Regions from separate parts of the Mus musculus genome. Here all the other regions are linked to region 7. A link is a contact called in public promoter capture Hi-C data. All regions are on one chromosome and are shown on one strand. The core of a region is the stretch at or near the end of the contact, and the rest is flanking DNA. Distances in the headings are between cores, read along the strand shown. Region 1 overlaps Sdc2 (syndecan 2). Region 2 overlaps Sdc2 (syndecan 2). Region 3 overlaps Matn2 (matrilin 2). Region 4 holds the start of Matn2 (matrilin 2). Region 5 overlaps Sdc2 (syndecan 2). Region 6 holds the start of Laptm4b (lysosomal-associated protein transmembrane 4B). Region 7 holds the start of Tspyl5 (testis-specific protein, Y-encoded-like 5).

What was found. Promoter capture Hi-C pulls out the DNA fragments that hold promoters and counts their contacts.
Region 1: a promoter capture Hi-C map of the SN4741 cell line shows a contact between it and region 7, with 3 times the contacts expected there. The contact joins the enhancer-like site here to the promoter of Tspyl5 in region 7. A contact is called at or near these places in 7 of 39 promoter capture datasets (the C10 cell line, the SN4741 cell line, cranial neural crest and 4 more), 1 of 484 Hi-C or Micro-C datasets (bone marrow-derived macrophages) and 1 of 115 datasets of contacts at active chromatin or transcription factors (astrocytes).
Region 2: a promoter capture Hi-C map of second pharyngeal arch cranial neural crest shows a contact between it and region 7, with 6 times the contacts expected there. The contact joins the enhancer-like site here to the promoter of Tspyl5 in region 7. A contact is called at or near these places in 18 of 39 promoter capture datasets (the 3T3-L1 cell line, 3T3-L1-derived adipocytes, the C10 cell line and 12 more), 2 of 115 datasets of contacts at active chromatin or transcription factors (cardiomyocytes and embryonic stem cells) and 1 of 9 other capture datasets (macrophages).
Region 3: a promoter capture Hi-C map of the SN4741 cell line shows a contact between it and region 7, with 3 times the contacts expected there. The contact joins the enhancer-like site here to the promoter of Tspyl5 in region 7. A contact is called at or near these places in 8 of 39 promoter capture datasets (the 3T3-L1 cell line, the SN4741 cell line, embryonic stem cells and 3 more), 1 of 484 Hi-C or Micro-C datasets (cortical neurons) and 1 of 115 datasets of contacts at active chromatin or transcription factors (astrocytes).
Region 4: a contact with region 7 is called in a promoter capture Hi-C map of embryonic stem cells, with 7 read pairs. The contact joins the promoter of Matn2 here to the promoter of Tspyl5 in region 7. A contact is called at or near these places in 3 of 39 promoter capture datasets (embryonic stem cells and stem cell-derived epiblast-like cells).
Region 5: a promoter capture Hi-C map of liver shows a contact between it and region 7, with 3 times the contacts expected there. The contact joins the enhancer-like site here to the promoter of Tspyl5 in region 7. A contact is called at or near these places in 15 of 39 promoter capture datasets (the 3T3-L1 cell line, 3T3-L1-derived adipocytes, the C10 cell line and 9 more) and 1 of 9 other capture datasets (macrophages).
Region 6: a contact with region 7 is called in a promoter capture Hi-C map of embryonic stem cells, with 2.2 times the contacts expected there. The contact joins the promoter of Laptm4b here to the promoter of Tspyl5 in region 7. A contact is called at or near these places in 3 of 39 promoter capture datasets (the C10 cell line, embryonic stem cells and neural stem cells) and 1 of 115 datasets of contacts at active chromatin or transcription factors (embryonic stem cells).

What each region holds. Positions count from the first base shown.
Region 1 is chr15:32,998,621-33,002,905 of GRCm38.p6, reverse strand. All of the region lies in intron 1 of Sdc2 (syndecan 2), which reads right to left. Among named protein-coding and RNA genes, the nearest start is that of Gm32764, 69 kb to the left of the region's middle. Within about 2 kb of position 2,320, at least 33 of the 459 cell types and tissues checked have an H3K27ac peak or open chromatin away from gene starts, as enhancers often do. A contact at or near this core is called in the SN4741 cell line, where this site is marked.
Region 2 is chr15:32,942,626-32,946,652 of GRCm38.p6, reverse strand. All of the region lies in intron 1 of Sdc2 (syndecan 2), which reads right to left. Among named protein-coding and RNA genes, the nearest start is that of Sdc2, 24 kb to the right of the region's middle. Within about 2 kb of position 2,747, at least 42 of the 459 cell types and tissues checked have an H3K27ac peak or open chromatin away from gene starts, as enhancers often do. A contact at or near this core is called in second pharyngeal arch cranial neural crest, where this site is marked.
Region 3 is chr15:34,417,613-34,421,991 of GRCm38.p6, reverse strand. All of the region lies in intron 10 of Matn2 (matrilin 2), which reads right to left. Among named protein-coding and RNA genes, the nearest start is that of Rpl30, 23 kb to the left of the region's middle. Within about 2 kb of position 1,496, at least 58 of the 459 cell types and tissues checked have an H3K27ac peak or open chromatin away from gene starts, as enhancers often do. A contact at or near this core is called in the SN4741 cell line, where this site is marked.
Region 4 is chr15:34,304,408-34,308,263 of GRCm38.p6, reverse strand. It overlaps Matn2 (matrilin 2), which reads right to left and starts at 1,583. Exons shown (of 19, transcript NM_001358780.1): 1 at 1,356-1,583.
Region 5 is chr15:32,965,752-32,969,632 of GRCm38.p6, reverse strand. The region is part of intron 1 of Sdc2 (syndecan 2); the gene reads right to left. Among named protein-coding and RNA genes, the nearest start is that of Sdc2, 47 kb to the right of the region's middle. Within about 2 kb of position 2,617, at least 6 of the 459 cell types and tissues checked have an H3K27ac peak or open chromatin away from gene starts, as enhancers often do. A contact at or near this core is called in liver, where this site is marked.
Region 6 is chr15:34,235,810-34,240,008 of GRCm38.p6, reverse strand. It overlaps Laptm4b (lysosomal-associated protein transmembrane 4B), which reads right to left and starts at 1,983. Exons shown (of 7, transcript NM_033521.3): 1 at 1,587-1,983. The coding sequence starts at 1,685.
Region 7 is chr15:33,685,189-33,689,541 of GRCm38.p6, reverse strand. Tspyl5 (testis-specific protein, Y-encoded-like 5) reads left to right here and starts at 1,659. Exons shown (of 1, transcript NM_001085421.1): 1 at 1,659-4,353. The coding sequence starts at 1,745. The coding sequence ends at 2,965.

The DNA of each region.
Region 1 (4,285 bases), core at 1,071-3,570, 690 kb after region 7:
CTGGCGAGGATGTAGAGAAAGAGGAACACTCCTCCATTTCTGGTGGTATTGCAAGCTTGTAAAACCACTCAGGAAATCAGTCTGGCAGTTCTTCAGAAAATGTGACATAGTACTACCAGAGGATCCAGCAATACCTCTCTTGGACATATATCCAGAAGATGTTCCATCTGGTAAGAAGGACACATGCTCCACTATGTTCATAGCAGCCTTATTTATAATAGCCAGAAGCTGGAAAGAACCCAGATGTCCCTCAACAGAGGAATGGATACAGAAAATGTGGTACATTTACACAATGGAGTACTAATCAGCTATTAAAAAGAATGAATTTATGAAATTCCTAGGCAAATAGATGGACCTGGAGGGCACCATCCTGAGTGAGGTAACCCAATCACAAAATAACCCACATGATATGTACTCACAGATAAGTGGATATTAGCCCAGAAACTTAGAATACCCAACATACAAGATACAATCTGCAAAACACATGAAACTCAAGAAGAACAAAGACCAAAATGTGGACACTTTGCCCCTTCTTAGAATTGGGAACAAAACACCCATGGAAGGAGTTACAGAGACAAAGTTTGTTGCTGAGATGAAAGGATGGACCATCTAGAGACTGCCATAGCCAGGGATCCATCCCATAATCAGCCTCCAAATGCTGACACCATTGCATACACTAGCAAGATTTTGCTGAAAGGACCCACATATATCTGTCTCTTGTGAAGCCATACCTGGGCCTAGCAAACACAGATATGGATGCTCACAGTCAGCTATTGGATGGATCACAGGGCCTCCAATGGAGGAGCTAGAGAAAGTACCCAAAGAGCTAAAGGGGTCTACAACCTTATAGGTGGAACAACAATATGAACTAACCAGTACCCCTCCCAGAGCTCGTGTTTCTAGCTGCCTATGTATAAGAAGATGGCCTAGTCTGCCATCATTGGAAAGAGAGGCCCATTGGTCTTGCAAACTTTATATGCCTCAGTACAGGGAAACAGCAGGGTCAAGAAGTGGTAGTGGGTAGGTAGGGCATTGGTGGGATGGTATGGGGGACTTCTGGGTTAGCATTGGAAATGTAAATAAAGAAAATACCTAATTAAAAAAAATGAATGAAAAAACAAAAACAAAACAACAACAACAACAATAAAGATTTCCCAAACCAAAATTCTCACATAAGATTGGGCTTTAACACACACACACACACACACACACACACACACACACACACACCCTTTACCTAAGCCAAAACACTTTGCCATGGTGTTATTTGGTCCCTGAACACTAACTAGAATGTATGATTCAGTGCTTTCAGAAAAGGTGTCGCAATGCATGGATGCTGGTACATACAACACTACAAAACTATTTGGTTCACCACTGTGTTGTTTATTGATTCTACATAATAGTTCCTGCCTCAATAACTTGCTTGTTAGATAAATTTAAAGTAACAAATCAGATTTGTGTGTCCAGACAATCTTTCATGCTTATTTAACAAATGAAGCCACTTTCCTCTACTACCATGCATTGGAATACACAAACAAGGTATCTGTTTCCCAGTCTCATGTCTCTTGAATATAGAATTTGGTGACAATGAGTAACCCCAATCAAACATACTATTGAGTATGTGTTCATCTGCTGACAACCACATTTCTGGTATATTATTCAACAAAACTAGGACAATAATCCCTTAGTTTTCACAGTCTACATTTCATGGTGAAGAACACAGTAGAAAGCAAGGAAGTATGACACCCAAATCTTTGCACCTAAATTCTTGACACAACTCTTGCTTTGTAATAGTTACAGGGAAAAGCTTACTAAAAGCAAAATATTCTACCTAGAGACAATTTTCACTTGTTGCCCTTCTGAACTTCTAAAATTTAAAACCTCTGCATTGCAAATCTCAATTAATATATCTGCTTTTAAAAAGTACCTTTCTGGGGCCAAGGAAATAGCTCTTCAGAAGACCACTTGCTTAGCATGTGTAAGGTCCTGGATTCCATACCCAACATCACAAACAAACACACAAAGAAATCCTAAGACCAGTTGCTTTATTGCTCATCCTAAACAAAATAAGAGTTTTCTTCCTTGGTAACAACCACAGCAGAAAATCTGACCAAGAGAGGAAAGAAAAACATGAACAGAACACACTTGCAAGCCACACTTCTGTTTGTAGTGGTGGCTTCAGATTCCTAAGTCAGGGAAGAAGGGAAGCGCCCTTTGTGGTGAATTAAATTTGTTGGCAACAAGAACAGGGATCTCCAAAGCAATGCACAGTAAGGCGCCAAGGATGGTGAGTGGGTTATGAGGAATACGTATGACACATTAAAGGAAAATGCCCATTGCTTCCATATGTCCTCTGCTGTGTGCCTGATTCCTTTTTAGGAATAGCAGAGAAAAGCAGGATGTTTGCAGCTATGTTATTATAGGTATTATTGCCTTTCACCCTCCTGAGCTAGCATATTCCAGTGTTTATTTTTATATCCATATGACCATAGCTTTGACTACAGTAAAATAGAAGCATTGTAAGCTAAACCTGAATGATCCAAGTTTGGAGAAGGTCAGTATTAATAAATTCTAACTAAAGTAATGAGATGTTCTTTCTTAGTAGAGTTTGGCAGGAGATGGGGATGGGAAACATATTTGGTGTTTATTTCTCTTTCATCAATATTCTGTGAAAACTATCATTATAGATAAGATTCTAAGCTAAGCACAGGGAGCCAACTAGCTCTGGTTTGAATTTAATAGTTCACTCTAAGGAATTTTTCAATACCTACATTCCTAGGTCCATATGTATTCTCCACTCAAATGAGGGCTGACAGAGCGCCATGGAAAACCTATGAGACAGAAAAATGGGAATGACTTTGACTTTAAAGAGCAGGTAGATGCTGCAGCCAATGCTGGGCATGAACCAGAACTCTCAGGCCTGCAGCAGTGACAGATGGTGTTGTAGGAAGCTGAGCTAGAAGTGAGTCAGAAGTAAGGTAAGTACAGCAATCTATTGCTGCTGTAAAAAGAGTACTGTGCTATCTAACCAATTCTAAGAGAGGCTCTGACCCTTGAGAAATTGCCTTGGCTTTTATGAAGCTTCCAAGCTGGGGATGGGGGTGGGCGAGGGAAACATGTGAAGTTAGGAGAAGTAGTGAGGGATAATGGCAGAAGTTAAAGGGGAGGAAGTGGTTAATCAAGACATACTGTATACATGGACTTCTCAATAATTAAATAAATAAAAATTAGCAGATAAGAGAGAGGGGGGATGTGGGATGGCTGCAATTCTGTTGTGTTATGATTTGTGAATACCTGAAAAGCACATTCATTATCTTGTGAAATTAGAAGAACAATATATTTATGGACAGTAATATTATTTCCACCAACAACGAACACTCATAGTTATGCATATTGACATGCTGGCCAAAGTCTGCAAAACTTAACTCCATGGGAATCTGCCTGCCTCTTTCTGAACTGCCTCCACCAGAACTAGATCTGTCTATAAAGATACCCTGACATTCTCTTTGTAAGATTACATAAGCCTATGCTGTTGGGTTATAGAGGATGAATCAGGTATAAAAGAGGTGACAAATGATAAAATTAGGTTCTTTATTTAAAAAATTAAGAATCACACTAAAGAAAGCATTTTTAAGAAGCAGAATATTTTATTATTTTTTGCCCCAAAGGAGGATAATACATGGTAATTAAAAGTAGTGATTGGAATGCTTATCCCTAAACACCAATTTGTTATAGGTAAAACATTTAATTTATTAAAATATGGGAGATTAACAAAAAGTAAATCTTTGAGTCATATCTGTGTTATGCAAGACCAGTGGGAGCTACCTGATGATTTCTCAGGTTTTGTCACAGGTCATACTGAAGGTTGCCTTTCATGTTGATCCAGCATCCAAGGGTGCTGACTGCACACAATGATGCAAACTTCTGCCACTCTCTACATATCCCACTCTAGTCAGAATCTTCAGTGTGTCCAAAGTAACTAACAGATGGCCCCATTGAGTATGTATTAAAATGTTCACTGGCCAGGCATGGTGTCTGACATCTACAATGATGGCAGTGGGGAGGCCAAGGCAGGAGAGTCACAAGTTAAAAGCCACCTTTGGCTACACAGTGAAAACCTGTCAAAATGTTCTTTTTTCAAAATGAAAACCCCTACTCAGTTTCATCTTAATTATCCAGAAAACACAATTGGTGAAGACATAGAATTGGGGCAGAGCAGAATGCAGCCTTACCAGCTAGGTTACTGTGGCATGTGTGAAATACCAAAGTAAGATGTATTTACTCC
Region 2 (4,027 bases), core at 1,498-3,997, 740 kb after region 7:
TATTTTTACACAGAATAGAACCACAGAACAACTACACACTGGGATCACACTCAACCTACAAAAGTAGACAGAGTAACTAGAGATCCCATCCTTAAGAAGTATAAAATACAAGGCTATAGAGGCAGATCAGTCAGTATAGTGCTTTCCATACATGCATAAGAATCTGAGCATACGAATGCATGGATAAAAACTGGGTGTGACTGCCAGGTACATATAATCCTGTTGCTGAAGAGACAGAGATAGCAAGATCCCCAGGGTTCAATGGCCAGCTAGTCTAATCCAATAGCTAGTGAACCCTAGGTCTCAGTAAGAGACTCTGTCTCAAAAAATAAGGGAGAGAAACAAGTCAGGAAGACACCTAATGTCAAACTCTGGCCTCTACACCAAGCATATATACAAACAAGCAAACACACAAACACAAGACAGGAATTATAAAAATATGTTCCAAAACCACAAGAAATTTCAGTGAATAAAACCATGCTGGTTTTGTTTTGTTGTTATTGTTTGTTGGTTTGTTCTGTTTTTAGTTAAAACTCTTTAAAGCAACAATGTCGAAAACCCTAACCTAATAGCTCAATCTTTTAATTGGACAAAAATAAGGAAGTATTTACTGATTGGTTTGCATTTAATGTGTTAGTTCCTACATGAAAGCATCAACTCCAACCACCCAAAGGAATAACTCTATAGTTCCTGCTAAAACCATAAAGAAGGGAATCATTCAACACTCAGTGTAGATGCTACACAGCAACACAACTCAAGACAGCCATCTTCTCTGACAAAGCCTTTTCTAACAAAGCCTTTTGTTTACCTGGACAGCTGTAGGCTCAGCAACACACTGTCATTCTCAAACACCTAATTCTCCCAGAGTGCAGCGCTGGGCCTCATACCGCTGGAGTTGAACAAAGGAATCCATTTCATTAAAGAAGGCTCATTCTCCATGAAGCTTTCTTAGCTTCTACTTTCCTTCCCAGTATCTGCTCTGCCTTTAAATATCATACACAGAATTGACTGCAGTGGTCTATCCACTAGTCATTTACACACTGGCAAAATGCTGCTTGAAAGAAATATATCCCAACAAGCTGGACACAGTGATTGCCATATAATTCCCCGATGCACTTTTTAAAAAAGTGTTTTATATATGTGTGTATTTTGTCTGCATATATATCTACGTACTACAGGCATGCCTAGTGTCCACGGAGGACAGCAGAGGGCACTGGATCTTCTGAAACTAGAGATTGAGTGGCCAGTTGTGAGTAGCTATGTGGATGCTGGGAACCTGAATCCTTTGGAAGAATAGCTGATGTTACTATTGAGCCATGTTTCCAGGCCCTGTGCTTTTCTTATGTTCCAAAAATATGTTTTTGTTATTTTAACTATATATGGGAATGCGCACATGTGTGCAGATGCCCTTGGAGGCAGGAGACATTAAATCTCTGGGTGCTAGAGTTACAGGAGATTGTGAGTCCAGAAATGTAGCTGCTGGGAACTGAACTCAGGTCTTCTGCAAGAGCAGTATGTATTCTTAACCATGTCTCCAGCTTCCATAATGCTTTCTCCAGTGTTTCTTCTCTAAGGTCAGTTTTCAAAAGCATGAATGATTATCTCAAGGTAAAGATAACAACTTCAGACATGTGGTACTTCAGCTCTAACTGGGGAATGGGAAAACATGATTTTTCTCTGTGGTAGTTGAATTAAAATGGACTCCATAGGCTCATATATTTGAATGCTTGGTCCCCAGTGAGTGAAACTATTTGGGAAGGACTGGGAATGTGTCCTTGTTGAAGGAGGAGTGCCATGGGGGCTGGGCTTTGAGATTTCAATAGCTTGTGTTATTCCCAATTTGCACACTCTCTTTGCCTCAAGCATGTGGGAAAAAAAATGTTAAGTTCTCAGCTACTATCCTGTGCCATGTGTTCCTGCCTGTTCCTATGCTCCCCACTATGATGGTCACAGACTCATCCTCTGAAACTTTAAGTGCCCATTAAATGCGTTCTTCTCTAAGTTGCCATGGTCATACTATACTGTCTCTCTTCATAGCAGTGGAAAAATGACTAAGCTGGTAACTTAACTTCTCTGAGCCTCTGTCCTCCTCAGCTGCTCAAGCCCTCCTGGTCCAGTCCTTTCCCCCAATGTCCGCCACCAGGTCTGCAAAGACAAATACTATTTGCCAGGTCTTCTTCAGCTTTGGCTCAAGGCTACTTCAAATTCAGTCTCCCAAAGAGCCACCTTCTTTTATCCTCTACATTTTCTGGGCTTTAGTCCTTGGTTGTCCCTGGAAGAGTCTTTTGTTTTAAAAAAAAAAAAAAAAACAAAAAAAAAAAAACAAAAAAAAAAACAGCCCTGAAGTTCCCAGGGGCTGAGGGTTAATGCAGGTCTCTTAGAGCCGGATGTGCATAATCAGACTCAGACAGCAGCTGCTGAGCTGGAGCTAATCCTTAGAGGACTGCTCAGCCCTCCTTGTTCTCTGGAAGTGAGATTGCCTGTCACCAGGCCTGCTCCAGCTGCTGGCCTGTATGTTTTCAGGACACTGCAAACAACATCCTCTGTGAACTCCACTCTCAAAATGCCAACAGATTTCTGTTTTGCTTTATCAAGCTGCCTCTCCAGATTCAAGGACTTCAAACAGAAGTCTGGTTGGGGTCCATACACTAAATATCATATATAAATGATGTGGGGGTGGGAAAGGTACCTAGAGAGCCGTGGATGTGAACGTCTGTTAACAGACCTCTTACTGTGCCTGTGTTCACATGGACAGGCAGTATTCTACACAACATTAAAGGTGAGTGAAGCATCCAAAGTCACCACTAAATATATAGCTCAGACACTACTTCCTAACCCCAATGGAATGTCCCCCTGACACTGTAATGCCTCTCCAATCCAATCCCATGGTACGCAAGAATAAAAATGATTTGGTTTTGTTCTCTTGGAAATATAACTAACAACTTAGCTTTAGCGAAAATGTTTTCTTCTTGTAGGTTTGGGAGAAGGATTTGCAGGATGCATTTTAAAAATAAGGTCATCATTACAAAGTTTTCTTGGCTGGATTCTTAGATCAACTATAATTAGCACAACTCACCGTGTGCCAGGAAGTCTCTCGAGAAAATAAAAGTTTGCTTGAGAACCAGTCAGTTCTAGGTAACAACTATGTACTAAATTTGTCAAATTAGGGGCCAGCATAACTCATGAGAGACTACGTGTTTGTTCGTATAGTTAATATTATATTACTGCTTCTAGCATACAAACAATTCAAACTCCATTATGATTTTAAAATATTTTTCCATGTTAAGCATAAATTTAGACAATTTGGTGACCGAGACTCCTGAAGCAAAAGTGTTATCTTTAATGATTCAATGGAATTAGATTCTTATTTAGTTGTAAATATTTGAAGAGTTCCCAGATCTCTATACAAATTACATTTTAAGTATTTATTTTTATTACGTTTTCTTTATATGCATGCACCTGTGTGAATGTGTGCTACCCGTGCATAGGTTCTAGAGTGGGAATTACAGGTAGCTGTGAGAGCTGTTGTGAGTGTGGAGAGCCAAGCTCAGAGAAGACATGCACACTCTTAATGGCTGAGCCACCTCTTCATCTGAAGCTTCAGCCCTTTTCAATTGCACATTCTTTGTTAGACGTTCACACTAATGAATACATAGAATTTTGAAATCTTTTGAGAAGCGCCTTGAGACTTAAGAATCCATATTAAATAAATTCCAGTCATAAATTATATTTTAGAATTTGAAGACTTCATTAAAGACAGTGAGGAGGGAAAAATAGATTTGCAAATCTACTAGACAGTTATCTGGAGAATGGGAAAAGTTGCTCTTATCACACAGAAATCATAAGCACCAAGCTGCTTCTGTTTCTGCTTCTGCTTCCGCTTCCGCTTCCGCTTCCGCTTCCTCTTCCGCTTCTGCAGCCTGGTTCCCAACAGAGTTCTGCCACTGTGCTTGGCCCCACAGAGCCTGGCAGCTCTCAAAGAAGACAGACACATTGTTGCTTCTGTTCGGTCTCCTCAGAGAGGGCA
Region 3 (4,379 bases), core at 247-2,746, 730 kb before region 7:
AGCTTTTTGTTGTTTTTTTTCAAGTTAGGCTACCACCATGTAGCCCAGGTTGGCCTTGAACTCATGATCTTACGCTTTAGCCTGAGCACTAAGGTAAGCTTCAACACACCTAGATAATCAGCAAATGTGTTGTGAGTTCTTGCTGTGGGCCAGACATTGACTAGACACTAAGGACAGAACAACCAATATATATATAACCATATATATATATATATATATATATATATATATATATATATGGTCAAAGGGGCCAAGTGGGTTGGAGTTTGACACCTTATAGTGTCTGCTAAGGAGCAGAGCCCTGGAGATGGAGAGGAGGTGAGTAGTGCTGGTGTCTGAGGAAGTGTCTGGATGAGAAGGATGACTAGATGCACGATGAAGATGCCAAGAACATGTTCGCCATGTTTCAGGAAAGGCAAAGAGCCCAGCAGGGTGGGGGTAGGCAGGACACAACATGAGGGCACATAGGCAGGACATGTCTGAGGGAGAAGGGCAGTCATAGAATGTTTTGAGCAGGAGAATCCCCTAGCCTGGCTGTGTTGTGAAAGCACAGAAAGCTGTGAATGCAGGGAAGGAACACAGGAAACAGATATAGCCTACTGCAGTGATCCTGCTGGCCCAGAACACAGTGGATCATGTGGTCAGACTGCCTATGTTCCGATGGTAGAGCCTATAAGATTTGCCGGTAGATTGATGTTAGAGCACAGATCTTCTAGCTGTCTTTCTCCCCCTTCCAGAAATCAGGCCGCACCTCCCTGAAGCCTGTCTTCCTGGGAGTTCTCTCTTCCCTCTTGCAGCTGTGAGCAAGCCTAGACCACAGTCAGTGCCAGGCAGATCACATGGTATGGATCTGGCCACCTCCACTGACAACGCCGGATCAGGATGGCCTTCGTTCTTTAGAATCCAGGACTCTTTCTCACTAGCTTCTTTACTCTGGTGTGGCTGTGCCTGCTACTGGTCTCCCATGTCACGGCCTGATCGCAGCTGCTCATGATCATGAAGATCTCTCCTAGTAAAGTTCATCTGAAGGACAATTTTGTGTCAACTTCTGTCCTTTCCAACACTTGAAATGAAGAGTCCACCGTCACATGGTTAGGACAAGAGTCAGAGATAACTCTGAGATCACCACACTGAGCTCCTGAATGTAGCATATTATTTTATAGGGCTGGGTGGCAGTGACATTTTAAATAATTAATTAATTAATTAATTAATTAATTAATTTAGTGCATGAGTGCTCTGCTGCATTTTATTTGTTTGTTTGTTTTATTTTCGAGTGCTCTCTGCTGCATGTAACCTGCATGTCAGAAGAGGGCATCAGACCTCATTACAGATGGTTGTGAGTCACCATGTGGTTTCTGGGAATTGAACTCAGGACCCCTGAAAGAGCAGCCAGTGTTCTTAACTGTTGAGTTATCTCTTCAGCTCCATCGGGGAACAGTAAGAGTTTATGAGAACCATACAGTTAACTGAAAGCTAACTAAGCCTTTTAGACAGTGAACAGGATTTCAACAGTGGGTGTGCACCAAAGTGGAAAAGGGGCTTGGCAGGGGTTACAACAGGAAGAACCCATCAACTTTGTTTTTGTTAAGCATCATTGCAACATTTTTTAGACAAGGGAAGTCCTCAGAAATATATCCTGTAGGCTAGTTAAGGGATCCAATATTATTCTCATTTACTAGCAAGAGAAATTAAAGTCGAGGAAGGCTTATTACAGCTCGCCAAGACCACTTGCTAATAAATGGAGGAACCAGATTAAAAATTTTTTGATAATGAATTCCATAACTTTTCCCAACTACACAGCATCACCATCTGCTAAGCTTTCAGACACAAAGGGAATTTTGCCTTTCTTTGGGCAGGAACACTGCCAGAATGTTTGAGCAATGGGGAAATGATGTAGGCTGGACATTTAACTGCAGAGGAGATTCTAAGCAGAGGTTGGTGCTCCGGTTTGCTCTGGGTGTGACTCACTTCTCTGGACACATTCTGGACTCATTATTAATGCAGAATAATTCCCTGTGGCTGGGTAGTTCCTCACAGAGTTAAAAGTACCACTAAGTGGCACACAGCACAGACAGCTTGTTGGCACAGAGGGGAAATTTCCTTTTTCATGCATTTATAAGAATACTCCATTTTCCAAGGTAATAAAATAGCAAAAGTGCTCAGGCCAATATCACCAAGCCCTAATCCAAAGTGGACTTTCTGATCACACTCTTCTGCCTGGGACTTCCTAAACCCAGTCCTGTAGTCTTGAAGACTACAGGGTTTTCCTCAATGGAGATACAGGCGACTGAGCTCAAGTTTCCCAAGCCCATGTCTGTCAGATGGCACTGCTTTTCTTTATCAGAGGTCAGGACAGCCAGGGAGAAGCCCTGTGCCCATAGGCTCGTGTTCTTATACTTGGCTATATGGCGGCAGCCTCCAGCCCAGCTCCTCAGTTCTCTTGGAACTGTTACAATGTACATGCTTTAAAGTAAGTAAGAGTTTATAAGCTTTTCTTTTCATCCCTTCAGGGTATCTGATCCAGAACAGGATGGGTGATGCTCAGTCAGTCATAGGAGACGTCTACAGATGACTGCTAAAGGGAAAACACATACAGCTTCCAAAGTCAACTGTACTAAAGGGCACACATGTCTATGAAAGTTACAGAATGCACTCAGCAACTTCATGTAGGGATTCCCTTCTGCAGATACCCTTGCACTATGTAAAGGGATGTGCTTTCAAGTTACTGACTACATTACTGTTTGTAGAGGTGAAAAGTGAGAGTCAACCAAAGTGTCCAGAAACGGGACTGACCAAATGCAATGGAACATTACACAGCTTTACATATCTTTATGTATAGGAACTTCCCTATGTAATTGTGGTGATTTGAAAAAGAATGTCCCCTACAGGCTTACAGATTTGAATGCTTAGATACCAGGAGTGGTATTGTTCGAAACATAGGAGGTATGGCTTTGTTGGAGGAAGTGTGTCACTTGGAGGTGTGTTTTGAGGATTCAAAAGTCCAAGGTAAGGCCAGAGTCAGTCAGTCAGTCTGTCTGTCTGTCTCTGTCTATCTGTCTCTTTTTCTTTCTATCTCTGGGTCAGTGTGTCAGTGTGTCACTCTCAGCTACTGTTCCAGCACCTATGTGCATGCTGTGATGATAACAAAGGATTAAACCTTTGAAAGTGTAAGCCAGACCCCAATTAAATGCTTTCTTTTATAAGAGCTGCCTTGGTCATGTTGTCCCTTCATAGCAATAGAAAAGTGACTAAAACAGTCGTCAGAGTAATTACTGTAAGCAGCCTGACTACTGCTTGATGGCAGAATGTAGACTTTAGGACTCTGAATTAGGAAAGCAGTTGAATGTTTTGGCAGGGGCCTAACTAATGGTGGTGCTGGGAGCAGTGTAGATTATGACAGCTGGGTTTGACGAAAAGAAGAGTAGTAAGTGGGTTAGAGACATTCTTGTGATATTGTGGTAAGGAGTGTGGCTGCTTTTTGCCCTCATCCTAAAAATCTATCTGAGGCTAAATTGAAGAGTTTTGTTATGGTGTCAGCAGAGATTTCAAGACAGGCTAGTATTGACTGTGTCATGTAGTTGTTAGTAACCACTTTTATGCAGATCTATGTGAAAAAGAGTAAGCTAGGCAGAGAAAAATGCAAAATGTACAGCTTGAGGATAAAAGGAGCACCAAAAAGTATAATGGAGTTCACTGCACAACGAGATAAAAAGTTTAAAGAAGAGCCTGATGCTAAATGAGAGTGGTGACCTCAGGGCAAGACCCTATGCGCTACACTCCCAATTTTTGAATAGTAATGAAGGAAGGCTTCTGTGTGATGGAAGCTGCCAACAGCAGAAAGGTGATGCAAATGTAACTGAAGGAGGGGGTGAGGCCCAGCTCTAGCAAGCAGCAGAATTAGCAGCTTTAGTTACAAGATTCTGCTATAGTGGCAAGGATACATGAAAGGGGTTGTGGACACTCCCTTCTCAGCAAAAGAAAAGTCCCTGCACGAGGCCCAGAGATGTCATTGTGTGAAGCTGGACTGTGCTGGAAACTCCAGTATGTTGGAGATGCTGGAATTGTGAGATACCTGTCAAGAAAAGCTGCAGATGAGATGTGGATCCAGGCCAAGACAGAGAAACATGAAAGAAGTTGGGGATCCTAGCTGTTAGACATGGGGGTGCAGAGGAGCTTGCCCAGCTGGTTTTCAGTCTTGCATTGGTCCAGTATTGCCTCGCCATGCTCCCTTTCCTTACTTCTGGAATGCTAATGTACACCCCATGTCATTGGATGCTCAAAGTATGTGATCTGTTTCTTATTTTGATTTTATATTTTTCCACATTTAAAATTTTCCTTTAATTGTATATTTTCCATAGATATGGTATTTCTCAAAATTA
Region 4 (3,856 bases), core at 334-2,833, 620 kb before region 7:
CTGGCTACAAACTCACCTTGGTATCTTGGCTGGCTTTGTGAAATTATCACTTTGAAAGAAGGCAGGGCCGGGCGTAGTGGTGCATGCCTTTAATCCCAGCACTCAGGAGGCAGAGGCAGGCGGATTTCTGAGTTCGAGGCCAGCCTGGTCTACAAAGTGAGTTCCAGGACAGCCAGGGCTATACAGAGAAACCCTGTCTTGAAAAAAAAGAAAGAAAGAAAGAAAGAAAGAAAGAAAGAAAGAAAGAAAGAAAGAAAGAAAGAAGGAAGGAAGGAAGGAAGGAAGGAAGGAAGGAAGGAAGAAAGAAAGAAAGAAAGAAAGAAAGAAAGAAAGAAAGAAAGAAAGAAAGAAAGCAAGCAAGCAAGCAGGCAGGGAATGTTCTCGAATGGACATTTGCACAAAAATTCCACTAACACATATACATTATCTGCCATCTTAGAGCATCCCTCAAAAGGTTTTGTCCTAGAATTAGGGAGGGGATGAATTCAGTGTTCACACAGATTCCTTCCTTTTCTAGAAAGGTGGGTAGCAGAGTTCACTAGCAGTAAGAGACTTTTAGAACTATTCTCTGTACTTCAATGAAATCTCATTTAATCCTGTAGGCATTATAATCCCCTCTAGATGCATGAGAAAATTGAGGCATTGTGTTGCTGGTTGTCTCCAAGTACTCCAGCCTGTAAACTTGGCAGCTGGGGTTTGAACGAGGCCTGCTGATTCCCAAACCTCTGTCCTTTACCCTTACAGCTTCGTTGTCCATTCCTCAAAGGCTAATGGGAATTGCATCCTGTAGATGCACTGTGGGAGCGCCACAGTGATTACTGTACAGTATCTCCAGAACACCAACTCCGGGAGACCTTACAAGGGTTTGTCCCCATATTTTTCTGTCCTCTCCCCAAACTGTCGTCCAGTTTTCCAGCAACACAAAATGCCCTCTTCTTATCCCTCTTCCGAAATACAAGGAAGCCAGAGCTGGACACAGAAAGCAAAGGAAATCTAGATGACACTGGTCTTGAGGTACCAGCCTACAGGAGGAACCAAGTTATTTTCTACCTGGTAGATAGGATTGTCACTGCAAACCCACTCAACAAGTCCCTATTCCCTGGTCAGTGTGGAGGGGTTCTGAGTGTCCCTGCAGCGAAGCACAGCGCCCCCGCGGGGCCCTCGGGTACTACTGCCGCCCCATGTGTCCCGCGCCTGGCCCGGCGTGGCGGGACTTCTCCCGGCCGAGGGGACCTGCAGCGCCGCCTTTCTCTCCCACTCTCCACAGGGAGACAGCGGGTCCCCCAGGAGAGGGACAGATTTTGCGTCTGTCGGTCAGTGGGTCATCTGCTCCCGGGTCAGCGCGCCGCGCTCACCTGCAGCCACCGCCGCCGACACCCGGGAAGAGAGACAGGGGAGCAGCTGTGAGTGTCAGTCTCCGTGGTCCGCCGCCTCGCCCCGCAGAGGACCGCAGAGCTCCTTGGGCACCGATCCCCGGACGCGAACAAGAATCCCGCGCCAGCGCCGTGTCCTGAGAAGCCGCCTTCAAGTCCCATCCCAGTGCGCTCTCCGCGCTTGCTGGCTGCCTGGGAGGCTCCCTGAAAGGGCGGCGCGAGGAGGCGGTGCCGTACAAGGGTTGGAAGCGGGCGGGCGGAAGGAGGGGTGTCCTCTTTGGGGACGGGGAAGGCGGGGAGAGGCAGCAGTCAGAGCTGCCCCACGCTACAGGCAGCCCCCAGCTCGGGGCCAAAGACGCTCTCCTTGCCTGCTGCCACCCTCAGACTCCTGGTGCATCCCTAGTCCCTGTGGAATGAATGGATCTCCAGAGGTTGGAGTAACTGGAGACTTTAGGGAGCGTGTGGGTCTGGGGCGGGAGTGAAGTGGGGTGAGGGTTTCCTGGTAACAGGAGACACAGCTGGAGTCATATAACATGAATTGAGAATCATTTTCTTCGGGAGGCATCCATGGAGCACGATGATGAAGAAAGAAGTGGTGAGACTTAAGATGACTGATGACACAGCCAGAAGTTGTCTTGGCAGTCTAGGACAGCCCCACCAGCGCCAATTCATATTACTAGTATCCACTGGCCCTGGACCAGCCACTGGGATGGGAAAGGCCATTAAGATGCTAGTTCAGATCAGACTCAAAAACTTAAATCTTTCCATGGGTACTTTGTTCCCCATTCTATGAAGGAACAAAGTATCCACACTTTGGTCTTCCTTCTTGAGTTTCATGTGTTTTGCAAATTGTATCTTGTATATTCTAAGTTTTGGGGCTAATATCCGCTTATCAGTGAGTGCATACCATGTGTGTTCTTTTGTGATTGGGTTACCTCACTCAGGATGACACCCTCCAGATGCGTCCATTTGCCTAAGAATTTCATGAATTCATTGTTTTTAATTGCTGAGTAGTACTCCATTGTGTTACAGAGACAGGAGTTACAGAGACAAAGTTCGGAGCTAAGACAGAAGGAAAGACCATCCAGAAACTGACCCACCCGGGGATCCATCCTATATACAACCACCAAACCCAGACACTATTGCATATGCCAGACAGATTTTGCTGACAGGACCCTGACATAGCTCTCTTGTGTGAGTCTATGCCAATGCCTGGCACATACAGAAGTGGATGCCCACCGTCATCTATTGGATAGATCACAGGGCTCCTAATGAAGGAGCTAGAGAAAGTACCCAAGGAGCTAAAGGGGTCTATAATCCTATAGGAGGAACAACAATATGAACTAACCAGTACTCCCCAGAGCTGTGTCTCTAGTTGCATATGTAGCAGAGGATGGCCTAGTCGGCCATCAATGGGAGGAGAGGCCCTTAGTATTGCGAAGATCATATGCCCCAGTACAGGGGAATGCCAGGACCAGGAAGCAGGAGTGGGTGGGTTGGGGAGCAGGGCAGGAGGAGGGTATAGGGGGCTTTGGGGATAGCATTTGAAATGTAAATGAAGAAAATATCTAATAAAAAATTATAGAAGGCAAGATTTCTTTTTTTAAGCATTTATTTATTACTATATATAAGTACACTGTAGCTGTCTTCAGACACAGCAGAGGAGCGTCAGATGTCATTACGGATGGTTGTGAACCACCATGTGGGTGCTGGGATTTGAACCCAGGATCTCCAGAAGAGCAGTCGGTGCTCTTAACTGCTGAGTCATCTTTCCAGCCCAGAAGGGAGGATTTCTATAACTTCCTTAAGAGAGGAAACATTACCTGAGATAGTGGCCATCCTAGGAGAGACAGAGAGAAAACAGGACTGATCAGTAGCAGGGAACCGAGCTAACTCCCAGACTCTGGGATTACCAATCTGGGATGGCAGGATGCTACAGCAGACCAGACATCTATCTCCTAATAAAAACCCTAATTCTGGGGCTGGAGAGATAGCTCAGGGCTTAAGAGCACTGGCTGCTCTTCAGAGGTCCTGATTTCAGTCCCCACCAACCACTTGGTAGCTCACAACCATTTACAATAGGATCTGATGCTCTCTTCTGGCATGCATATGTACATGCAGATAGAGCGCTCATAAATAAAATAAATCTTTTAAATAAAAAAACAACAAGCCGGGCAGTGGTGACGCACCCCTTTAATCCCAGCACTTGGGAGGCAGAGGCAGGCAAATTTCTTGAGTTTGAGGCCAGCCTGGTCTACAGAGTGAGTTCCAGGACAGCCAGGGCTATACAGAAAAACCCTGTCTCGAAACAAAACAAAACAAAACAAAACAAAACAAAACAAAACAAAACAAAGCAGCAACAACCCTAATTCTATCACCCAATTGCTAAGCCAATACACCCCCATCCAGATTTTAACAAACCATCAGAGAAAATCAGAACTAACTAGTTTCAAATCTTAGAATACAAACAAATGTCATCTACA
Region 5 (3,881 bases), core at 1,368-3,867, 720 kb after region 7:
AGTCAGGGTTTCTATTCCTGCACAAACATCATGACCAAGAAACAAGTTGGGGAGGAAAGGGTTTATTCGGCTTACACTTCCATACTGCTGTTCATCACCAAGGAAGCCAGGACTGGAACTCAAGCAGGTCAGGAAGCAGGAGCTGATGCAGAGGCCATGGAGGGATGTTCTTTACTGGCTTGCCTCACCTGGCTTGCTCAGCCTGCTTTCTTATAGAACCAAGACTACCAGCCCTGAGATGGTCCCACCCACAAGGGGCCTTTCCCCCTTGATCACTAATTGAGAAAATGCCTTACAGTTGGATCTCATGGAGGCATTTCCTCAACTGAAGCTCCTTTCTCTGTGATAACTCCAGCTGTGTCAAGTTGACACAAAACTAGCCAGTACAGCTAGACTCAGACTTTGTAGTCTCAGTCTCAGACTTAGGCTCAGCTGCAGCCACCTAATGGACCTCTACACCTTGTACTAAAAGGCAAAACCACAGTGATGACATGAAATATAGGTTAAAATGAGTTTTGAAAAATGGGTCAAATACATACTCAAGGCTGAGCACAGAAAAACAACTCCTCTGACAATATGAATCACACCATAATCTACAGCAGAAAGTATTTGTAATTCTGAGAACTGTCTTTTTCCTTGACAGTCCTTGTTTGGGAGGATATCTGTCATGCAGCAGACATTACAACATCATGACTAATTTTATAATTGGAAAGTATAATCCACAACAGAAAAAGGACATTAAGGGTCTAAAAAAATAGAATTTAGATCTCACCAGGAACAATATTAAAACAGGAGGCCACAAGACAGAATTGGTTCCCCTAGAAATAGAGTTACAGGTAGTTGTGAAGTTCCCAACATAGGTACCAAGAACTGAACTCAGGTCCTCTGGAAGAGCAGCAAGTGTTCCACTGAACTGTCTATCAATCCTCTCCCATTTGTAATTCTTATGGAGAACTCATTGAACACTATCCATGTTGGCCTAAGACACAAGCCACATAACAATTTCCACCAATAGCCCAATGCAGAGCATTGGTGGGGACGGGGATCTACAAGTTTATGGGAGAGCTTGAGTCATAACAAGGCCTTCTAGATCCACATTCACAGAGATTCACACTGTAGTGGAACTGTTAAAGTCTTTTCTTGTGTGAAATAATGAATCGGATTTTCACATGTATGACTGAAGCCTGAGACACAAGCAGACTTTCCACAGGTGGCAAGCACCATCACTGAAACATTGTCAGCTCAAAGCTTCAAGCTATAGTAACAAATTGAAACTGGTCAGCATCTCCTCTCAACTCAGATATGAGACTATTCACTCTGACACAAAGGTTTTGCAAATCAATAGACCATTTAGAAGTGGCCTGTTTTCATTCTAACACAGTTGCTTTTTAAAAACTGTCACACCTAATATAGCAGGCTCCAGGGTCTGTGGAAGTGCCAGTTCAGAAAAGCTTTGCTTATTGTGATGGTTACCATTGGCAGAGGAAGTTCACAGCAGGATGCTCACCAGGTCCATAAATCAATATATAGAAATCCAAACCAAAGGCTTGTTTAGCTCCTCTTACTAAAAGCATTTTTAATTCCACAAAGGAATCAGAAGCCAGAGACTGTAACCTGGTTAGAGAGCTAACTGCTCTGATGAATCTTTATTGAAACACTTGAAGAACTCATTCACACAAGATCCTGTTTCATATACCAGCTTTTATCTTTCAGCTGCAAAGCTGATATAATTCAGCTCCTCACTGTTAAAATTGCTATCCCTTTGTACTTCAGCCTAAACCAATGGCACAGCTCCTTACGGAACAGAAAAATTTATTATACACACTACACAACACCGCCCTTTTTGTTCCTTCTATCCCAGTTAATGATTGCGGCAACCCATACAGAGAAGCAAATGGAATGTCTTCTGCAAGACAGCCAGCCTTGCCTTCCCCAGACACATCTCATGACTCCTTTGTCTGCTTTGACAAATCTTAGTAAGGGCATGTTTGTGGATGTAGTCAAGGCTATGGCCCATCTTCTCCACAAAGCAAACATCTGTACCATTCTACTATTTCAGGGAATTGGTTCAGTGGCCTTCAGTACATTTAGGGTTCATGGTCCCAACTAAAATATCCCTCCAAGTTCAATCTCTAGTCCTGGATTATATGGAGTATCTATGAGGCTCTATTACCAGACCTGCAGAGGAACGGATTTAAAAGCTTGCCTTTTGAAAACATCTCAATGAATGACAAATGAAAAACAAAACAAAACAAAACACCAACACCAAACAAACAAACAAACAAAAAACACTTTGGAATTTCTCAACAGTTCTCATCTGCCCATACCATCAGCCCTAGAAAAGTTCTACCTTGAATTTCTGCTTGCTGTTACTCTCTTACATGAACAGCCTCTGAGGGTTCCTTAGCATCCCTGATGGGGTCTCCAGGGTACAGCACTAAACTGCACTTATCTGAATACTACACTGCAAGCTGTAGGCACTGCCATCTGAGGCATGGTTTCATAAAGCGTGGTTCCAACATTCCAAGCTCACTTAGGTGCCTGGTGGCAATGCAGATCGCAGGAGATACACTAATCCCAGAACAGAACAGAGTTTGTCCACACTGAACAGAGTTTCAGGGTAGAAAAAAGCAGGACTATGGATGATTACATAGTTCACTGGATTCTAGGGCATCTGCAGCTCTACAGAGATCAATATTCCACTGAAACATGGTTATGCTTCTGTTACCACAGTCTTTTCAAGTGCCATGGATTCATCCTTGCCTTGGACTTGGTCCTGACTCCCACTGCTGTAAGAGAATCATCTCCCCTCTCTTTGTCTATATCTTACACTTTTCAAATGACCTACATCAAACTCCTTTATTCCTGGATACAGTTTCTAGTCTTGTTTCTCTCTCATTTAAGTTTTGTCTGAATTCTGACATCAGAATGACTTCAGTAGGGAGGGGAAAAGGGAGAAATTGTCAAAATTATCAGTCATGGAATAGGCTAAGAGCTGTAAAATTCAGAGAACTGGCAGTGATTTTGTGTGTGTGAAAAATCAGAATTCAAGAAACAATATACGTAAACAGAACTCTCACAAGACACCAATGACTTGACTATCAAACATTTATTTAAAACAATAACAAAAAACAAAACAAAACAAAACAAAACAAACAACAACAACAACAAAAAAACTAAAATATTCCCAGAACTGTTTCCTAGGCAGAGAAGAGTTGAAATAGTAAAACCTATCTCTTAGCTAATGCAGGAGTCAAAGCAGCCAAGCTAGCCAACTTAGCCCATCAGGATATACTGGTAACAGTCGACAGCTCAGTGAACTTAAAGAAGGCATGCACCTCTGCCCCTCCCCAGATCACTTATGTGACATCATGAAGTGATAGGCCCATAAAATGCAGGGCAGCCTTCAAATAATGCATAATAACAAACTGTAAAAAATATACAATTATGTTCCTTAATTATCTATAAACCAGATGATAATTATACTAAATGAGGTTGTCTATAACATTCATGTGCTTTAAAAATCTACAATTGCTTCATCTATTGTAAGTGGGTATAATTATCTCTAAGCCCATTCATATACTAAGTAAATTTTTTAAAAAGCTACAGAATTTCCTAGGGCTGCTGCTGCTCTGAGCAAAGTACAGCAGGCATATCACGATGAATGAGGAAGCTCTGGCCCTTGGGAAGTTCACACAGCCATGTAGGAGAAATATAAGAAAGACAAATGAGGAATATGGTCACCGTTCTCACTATTATTCTGTGTAGAAAAAAAATGTTCTGCACTGAAGAAGAGAAGAAATTATTTAATAAATAGATTTAGTTAAGCCATGGATTCACCTTGAAATCCCAAGCAGGACCTGTACACCCTTGAGTTCTCA
Region 6 (4,199 bases), core at 734-3,233, 550 kb before region 7:
GGAAGGAGAGGTAGGTAGGTACCTCATTTTTCCTTAGGCCTTAGGCCCTCACCATGTTGACCTTTTTAAATGGAAATTAAGGTCTTAGATAACAGATTTGTATTTAAAACTATAAGGGAACTCAACTAGTGAACAAGAAATTTTCAATAGGAATAGAAAAGATTTCTATATAGATGTGGTGAGTACCTAAGCTTTTCTGGTCTCCTTGGAAGCGTATGCCTCACAAAGGGCAGGCTCTTACAGGAAAGGAAGCCTACGGAGGGGGAAGTCTGCTTTTGACACACCAATACAGCATGGTTGGATGACTGCCAACAAGACTAAAGTAGATTTATATCTCCCGTAGATCATGTAGTACATTTGCCTAATGCAATGCCCTAGATTTTACCAACTGCATCCACTGAAGCCCTTGCAAGCCTGCAGATCTGAACACTTCCAAGGAGGACACAGACATTTGCAGCCCACCTTCTGCCCTGACTGGCCATCGATAAAAGCACTTCCTGAGGCCACTTTCCACACTCCAACTATGGTTTTAAATTCCTGTAAATTCCTTGGCTTTAAGAAAAGTCAGGGCTGAGCCAATACATTAATGTTCAATTTGCATTCACACTGAACAGCCAGAACCCACATATACCAAAGGTCTGTTGGAAAGCTTTTAAGACTAAAAAATTCTATTATGCGGCCATAATGGACCCAACTAAAGAAAACTTGAGACTATAAATAGAACTGTAACATCACGTGGAAGGGGAATGCATTGTTTAAAATGGCACAAGGCAGTTTACAATTCAATACTGAATATCTTTTTAAACTATCAAAGGGAGCTAAGAATATGTTCTAACTAAAAAGTTTTATATGCCACTTAACTACCACTTTCAACTACATTTCGTTGTTCTGCAGCAAGTAGCTCGGATCTCTCTAAAATGATGTCACAAAATCCAAAATATTGAGGAATCCGACTCAGTCCAAGGCTGCCAACCACCAACCAAGGGCAGCCAGCGCCACAGGGCAAGAATCCATCAAGCTAACTCGCTGCCCCAGAGAATCACATGTTTGTTCTTGACACAAATGTGAGCGCCAACCTGAAGGCCATTTTTAAAGAAAACTAAATTTGCCCGCCGTGCCTATTCAGAGGGATCACCTGTCCTCGGGCAGGAACCTGAGTGGTTGTTAAGATGGCTTCTCCAAGCCAACTGGAACACAGGCACACTTGGGTACCTTCCCTGTGTAAGAGCTTTAAACAGGCGTACGCAGGAAAATCCTCTCGAGAGGAACAAGAATTTCCCAACCGTTTCTGCTCGGACGCGAACTCGCGAGGGCGAACGCTGTGTAGCCGTGGTGCGTCCCGGGGGTGAACATGCCCGGCCCGCACCTCGCAGGGCCCGGTGCCCCACCCCCCCCCGCCCGGCCCCACATGCCCCCGCCACTGCAGCCCGGCTCTCCCCGAGAATTAACTTTCTAATAATACAACTTTAGGCGGATGATCGCGGGCGGCCCCCAGACCGACGCCGACCTAGAAGCGACTTAGTGGCGCGGGGTGAGCGGCGCGCGTGGGGACCCCGGGGGCTCCCTCGACGCCAGGGCGCGCTCACCAGGTACCAGACGCCCAGCAGGATGGTGCCGGTGCGGACATGGCAGCACAAACAGCAGCTGTGGGAGTAGAACCGAGTCCAGGGAGCGACCATCTTCATAGCTCCGGCGCTCGTGGAAGTTTGTGAGAGCGTCGCTCGCTTCGTCTTGGGTCCGCTGCTCCTGCCCCTCTCCTTGGCCGCCCCGACCCTCGGACCGCTCGCCCGACCCTTGGCTCTGCACTGTACCGAGAGCTCCGAGTGGCCGCTGCGACGGGACACTGGGCTCGAAGACCGCGGCGACGCTAGGAGGCAGGGGGGAGGAGAAGCCGTGGGTCACGTGGCCTGCCCGGGCTCGTGATGTCACCACCGGCTCCAGCCAGCTGCGGGCGCTGGGAGCGCTGCGCCAAATAAATGCTTCCTTGCTGGACCCTGAGGGAGTCTCCAGAATTTTCCTCCGGAAATGGGGTGCACCTTTGGTTAGGATTCAGATTCATTCCAGCTGTGTTTGCCTCACATCTAGCTTGCAAATAACCGGTGAATGCTGTGCTAGGATTGTAGTTATCTTGCAAACTGGCGGAAGGAAGGAAAACTGCTTAGAATGATTATTCCAGTCAACTGCGGTACTTTGAACCACTGCGGAACCCGCAGAGAGCAATTTATCTCAGCTTCCCAGCTCAATTACTTTAGTAGCAATCTTTTCCCAGAAAATAGAATGTGTGTCAAGGGCATCCTCACTGTGCTTCCGTGGCATTTTTAATAATGACTGAAGTTCTAGTAAAACAAAAACAAAAAAACAATTACTGCCAAAAGATCTATGCAAGTCACAATACACAGCGTTGAAAGAGCCCAGGCAGAGGACTAGGGTCTGGGGGCGGGGGATGTCCCTCCAGCTGCTGTTTTGGATAGGATCCAAGTTTAGCCTTTGATGACCACAGTGCTAGCTAAGAAGCTCTGATAACTTAAATTAAAAGTTCGTGTGAAGCCGGGCATTGGTGGTGGTGCACGCTTTAAATCTCAGCAGTCAGGAGACAGAGGCAGGCCAGCGTCTATAGAGCAAGTTCCAGGACAGCCAGTCTAGTCTATAGAGCAAGTTCCAGGACAGCCATCCTAGTCTATAGAGCAAGTTCCAGGACAGCCATCCTAGTCTGTAGAGCAAGTTCCAGGACAGCCAAAACTGCACAGAGAAACCCTGTTTCAGGAAAGGAAAGAAGGAAGGAAGAAAGGAAGGAAGGAAAGGAAGGAAGGGAAAAAAAGAGACCATGTGAAAGTTTTATTTCAGGATTAGAACAAGAAATAAAATGGGTTCAATTTGGCCGGTCAGTGGTGGCGCATGCCTTTAATCCCAGCACTTGGGATGCAGAGGCAGGTGGATTTCTGAGTTCAAGGCTAGCCTGATCTACAGAGTAAGTTCCAGGACAACTAGAGCTATACAGAGAAGCCCTGTCTTGAAAAACAACAAAAATTTAAAAAAGTTTTAAAATGGGTTCGATTTAAATTAAAGTACATGTCAAATAAGATGAAAGATGGTTCAAGATTGGTTAGTTTCACAAAGACGTGCATCTACCACACTCTAGTTTAAACTTGGCTTCTATTCCCAGAGATACCACGTGTAGGTCCTTGAGCAAAGATACAAGCAGGATAACTGTTGTGGGAGGAATTGGAAAAGCTCGGTATTTGTTTCTTTTCTTCGTAACATTAAAGATAATTTTCTCTCTGGGATTGTCTATTGTTAGTTATGGGCTGGGGCTTTCCTCTCATGTGGAGTGTTATCTCAGGATGCAGGAGGCTCTGAGCTCCATCCTCAGGGTTGCAAAAAGAGTATATAATTATGCCCACAGCCATTAGTGAACAAAACCACAAACATTAGTATTCAGGAAAGGGATAGTAATACAGACTGAGGAATACTGCATTGAAAGACTCTGAAAATTCAAAATTAACATAGATACTGCCCTCTCTCTTCTTTTCCCACAAAGATTTCAAATTTATTAAGCAAATGACACATTGATTCAGATGAATTTTATATTTCAGAAAATTTACTATTCTAGATATGAAGTCACAGTAGCCAAATTGCTATAGATTTTAAAATATAGAATAGACACTAGCTGAAGAAAATGTGCGCAGGTGAAGCTTGGTAGGTAAACCAAACAGCTACAGGATCTTTGGAGTGCAAAAGATTACTGGAATGCAAAAGAGTGTTGCCGGAAAAACAAGAACTGGGCCAGGCATGGGGGCTCACATCGTTGATCCTAGCACTCAGAAGGGCGGAGGCAGAGGCAAGTAGATCTCCGTGAGTTTGATTCCAACCTGGTCTTCATGGTGAGTTCCAGGTCAGACAGAGCTAAGTTTAGAGGCCTTGTCTCCAACCAAACAACAGCAGAGAGAACTGGGCTTCTCCCTGTAACTTGTGTTTGGGGCTTTTTGAAGCAGAGACTCACTGTGTAGTCCTGACTCCCTCTGCTCTGTAGACCAGAGGGACCTCCAGATCTCCTGCCTCTGCCTCCCAAGGGCTGTGCATGTGCCACTGAGATTTGCACGATGCCACTATTTGCAGTACTGCCATTATTTGAGAAAGTGCTTTATTTTCATCCCTAGAAGCCTCAGGGCACAATTGTCCTTTCCTGTCCAGGATGCAGA
Region 7 (4,353 bases), core at 410-2,909:
AGGAGCTGAAGGGGTTTGCAGCCCCATAGGAGGAACAACAATATGAACCAACCAGTACCCCCAGAGTTTCCAGGGACTAAACCACCAACCAAAGAGTATACATGGACAGACCCATGGCTCCAGCTGCATATGTAGCCGAGGATGGCCCTGTGGCATATCAATGGGAAGAGAGACCCTTGGTCCTGTGAAAATTCAATGCCCCAGTGTAGGGAAGAATTCAATGCCAGAATAGGGAAGCAGGAGTGGGTGGGCTGGTAAGCAGGTGGGTAGGAGGGATGGGATAGGGGGAAACAAGGAAAGGGTATAACATTTTAAATGTAAATAAAGAAAATATCTAAAATAAATAAAAATAAAAGCTGGCCGAGAGCTTGTTAACATTTAGTTGCTGATCTAGTAGTTCTTGTGCACCTTGAGCAAGCTTCCATATCCTGCCCAACGGCTAGGCTTACTTCTCTGTTTTTCACTGCAAGGGTGTTGTGGTGTTTGAACCTGGAAGATCCACTCAGAAAGTTTCTCTTCACATTTGTCATGCATTCCCTCAGTACTCATGGTGCTGTAGCCCTGCTATAGGATATGAGGTTTCTTTAGGAGTGCCAGACAGGTTTTCTGGCTGATTCTCTGTAGGCTATGAAAAATTTCTAGGGCTCCCTCCCTCACTACTCCTGTAAACCCTCTGTCTCAAAAATCTCACCTGGAAATCCTTCTCTACTCCTAGAATGGTATTTTTATTCTATGTGTGTCCTATCCCAATTACAGGAGCTTGGACTCAGGCCTGTTATTTCTGGCTCTGGACTGGGATTCACAGCGTTACTCTGTGTAGACCTGAGGCAGCTGGAGGATTTGTGCCTAGGCAAGGAGTTTGGAATTTGTTAACATGCTGAACAGCTTAGGAGTCACCATAGCCATTTGCAAAGGGCCAACAGATTATGGTAGCATGGTAACATAATTAGGCCAAGCCTTTTTCTCCTTCGCTGTATAGTCTCCAGAATGTTCCTTAGTATCCCTCTCCTCTCCACCTGCTCTTCCTCCTCCTCACTAAGGACTGAATCCTCCTCCTCACTAAGGACTGAATCCAGGACTTCCCACATGCTGAGTAACTGTTTTATCACTGAGATGTAACTAACACCAGCCCTCAGTTGCCATTTTATCAGGAAACTGGGAACAAGAATACCTCCTTCAAGAACAGAGATAATGTAAAATTAGTATTCAGTAAAATGCCTTGTATGTTACTTTTTTATTCTTTCTAAGTCATTTTACATAAATATTATGGTTCTGGCTTTCACATTCCCTAGAGTTGAATCGTTGGGACAAATCTTACAGTAGAATAATTATGTAATGAGACAGACATGCCGATGACCAATTAATTATGAGAGATGTCACAGAAAATAACAGAAGAGGAAAAATACTTAGAAAATTGATGGAGACGGTAGTGGGTGCCTTTACGATGTCACTGTAGGAGCAATGGCTCTGTCTTATGAACCCCTGGGGACACGCTTGCTATCAATGATAGGAGATGAGTCAGCAACACTACCAAGGCCAAGCACAGGTGGAAACTAACTTTCTAACTGCAAAATAAGACTAAGGGCGTGTAGCATGTGAGGGTGGGCTGGTACGCAGCCGCTGAGCGGAGCCAATCACTGGGTGCAGTGGGTCCTGCCGTGGTGACGTCACGGTTGCCATGGAGAGGCCAGCTTCGTAGAGACCCTGGGCTGGTAGCGGCTTTGAAACCTTGTTCTCTGGCACCATGAGCGGACGGAGTAGGGGTCGAAAGTCTTCCCGCGCCAAAGGCCGGGGCAAAGGCCGGGCCAGAGCCCGGGTCCGGGCCGCTGCGGAAGACGCCTGGCACGACGAAAAGCCACCACAGAGCCCGCGGCTCGGGGAGGACTCCGCGGCCGCGCAGGTGCAGGCCGGCGCAGCTCAAGGAGGCGCCGAACCAGCCGAGCTGCGGGAAGAGGCGGCCTGCCGCCTCCCGCTGGACTGCGGCCTGGCGTTGCGGGCTCGGGCTGCAGACGAGCGCGGGCTGGCGGCCCCTGATCCGGACCTGGAGAGGGCCCGTTCCCTCGCCGAGCGCCTGACCAGCGACACCAGCTTCGTGGGAACCGTGGGAGCCTTGGCGAAGCTGCGACGCGGCTCCCGCATTGGAAATCGGCGAGTCCCCGGGAGGAAGGCCCCAGATACTCGGAGCGCCACGGGGAGGGGACCTCAGGCCACAGTTAGTGGGAAGCCGAAGATGGCCTCTGCGGGGTTGTGCGCCGCTGCTCCAGTGGGGGAGGAAAAAAAGATGACAGAGAAGCATGCTGGGGCAGGGTCTCCCGCGACAGTGGGCAGCATGGATACCCTAGAGACGGTCCAGCTAAAGCTAGAGACCATGAATGCACAGGCTGACAGGGCATATCTCAGGCTTTCACGCAAGTTTGGCCAGTTGCGACTTCACCACTTAGAGCGCCGGAACCTCCTCATCCAGAGCATTCCGGGCTTCTGGGGGCAAGCTTTTCAGAACCATCCCCAGCTGTCAGCTTTTCTGAATACCAAAGATAAGGAGGTATTGAGCTATTTGAACAGACTGGAGGTGGAAGAACTTGGCCTTGCCAGGTTGGGCTACAAAATCAAGTTCTACTTTGGCCGAAACCCCTATTTCCAAAACAAGGTGCTCATTAAGGAATATGGCTGTGGTCCATCCGGTCAAGTGGTGTCTCGTTCAGCTCCAATCCAGTGGCTCCCAGGCCATGATCTACAATCCCTAAGCAAGGAAAACCCAGAAAACAATGGTAGCTTCTTTGGGTGGTTTTCAAATCACAGCTCTATTGAGTCTGACAAGATTGTTGAGATAATTAATGAGGACCTGTGGCCCAATCCTCTACAGTACTACCTGATCAGTGAAGAAGCCCGTGGAGAGAAAGGAAAGGAAGAAAGGCCAGGTCCAGCAAAACTGAGCCCTGCACCTGCAGTGAGGCAGCCCAACTGATCCGACACAGATCTCCCTACCACCTCTTGCTGGACCTGTTAGGCTGACCACGTGGGTTTGGTTGTCTGCCTTCTGTTCATACCATACATGGTAGCCACTTTGGACTTATCTTCAAGAATGTGACATTTGTGATAATATTCTCTGCTTCCCCATGACCTCACCTTGTCACAATAGTGTTGCATGTGTGACATTCTCACTGTTTGTGTATCAATCACTTCTGATATATGACTTTCTCTACACTATCCAGTCCCTGTTCTTGGCTCTGGCTCTTCCCACTTTCCTTTCACCTGGACATTCTGAGTCATTGTCCAGATGGATATTCAAGCTATGCTACTTCATGGCCAGTCAGCTGGGCTTTGTGTCCATTTTAAGCATGCATGTTATCAGTGGCAAGATTTTTCTATTGCTATCACAAAATGAAGCCAGTGCTTTTATTCTGTGGGTATGGAGACATCAACCAAGGTTCTTCCTATTTTGTTTCCCACTTCAGCCTAGGTCCAGCAGACTACTGGTGTGGATGAGGACAAGGGAAAACAAGAATATGTTCTGTTCACATCATACATCTCTTCTTGCCTCATAGACAGCCTGCTAGTGAACCCTCATCATGGTCTGGCTATGCCTGACTGCAGTCAGTCCATTGACTGTTGGCTAGGTGGGTGTTATTGGCTCCATCTTGCTTATCAAAGACCTCAAGAACTGCCTATGGACCCAGGTACCTTCCCAATGCATGAGCTACAAACCCACCTTCCCCAGACTTTAGAAAACCTACTGCTTGTCAGATTGGTGGGCAGCCTGGCATTTGTGAACATATGCTTGTTGCTCTCATGTTGTGAGCCCTGAGAAGGGTAGAGCTTTGGACCACATCTTTATCAACTGGGTATCTGTGCCATTTCTCTTATTCCTTATTCCTTGCTAAGAAGGGACAAGAAGGAATTTTGAGGAAGAGAGATTTTTCATTTCTATGCCCATGTTTACGTCACACCTTCATGCAACTTAGTCTCCTTCCCTATCAACCTACCTTGGGACTTCCTACTCTCCTTATGAACCCTCTCCCAGCCTTTTAAAATAGCATCACAGTGCAGACAAAAAAAAAATCATCAACCAGACTTTTCTACATACAGTTAGGGAGGCAGAAAGAGGCTTCCTTTGCACACTCATGTAGTAGGCTGAGATAGGATAAAGAAAAACCAAAAGGTCTCAAGAGAGTCTATGGTCAGACATAGGTCCTGAATCCTGGCTTTGTTCAGTAGTTCTAAAGTTGTATGCATCTGCTAGAATTAGAAACCCTAAGGCAGCAGTGTTGTGGTCTCTTGTGTCTTCTGTCTGTTTCTTTTTAAGTCCCAGGGGCTTCTTCCTTTTGTCTCATTTGATAGCCTATGCCACTGGGG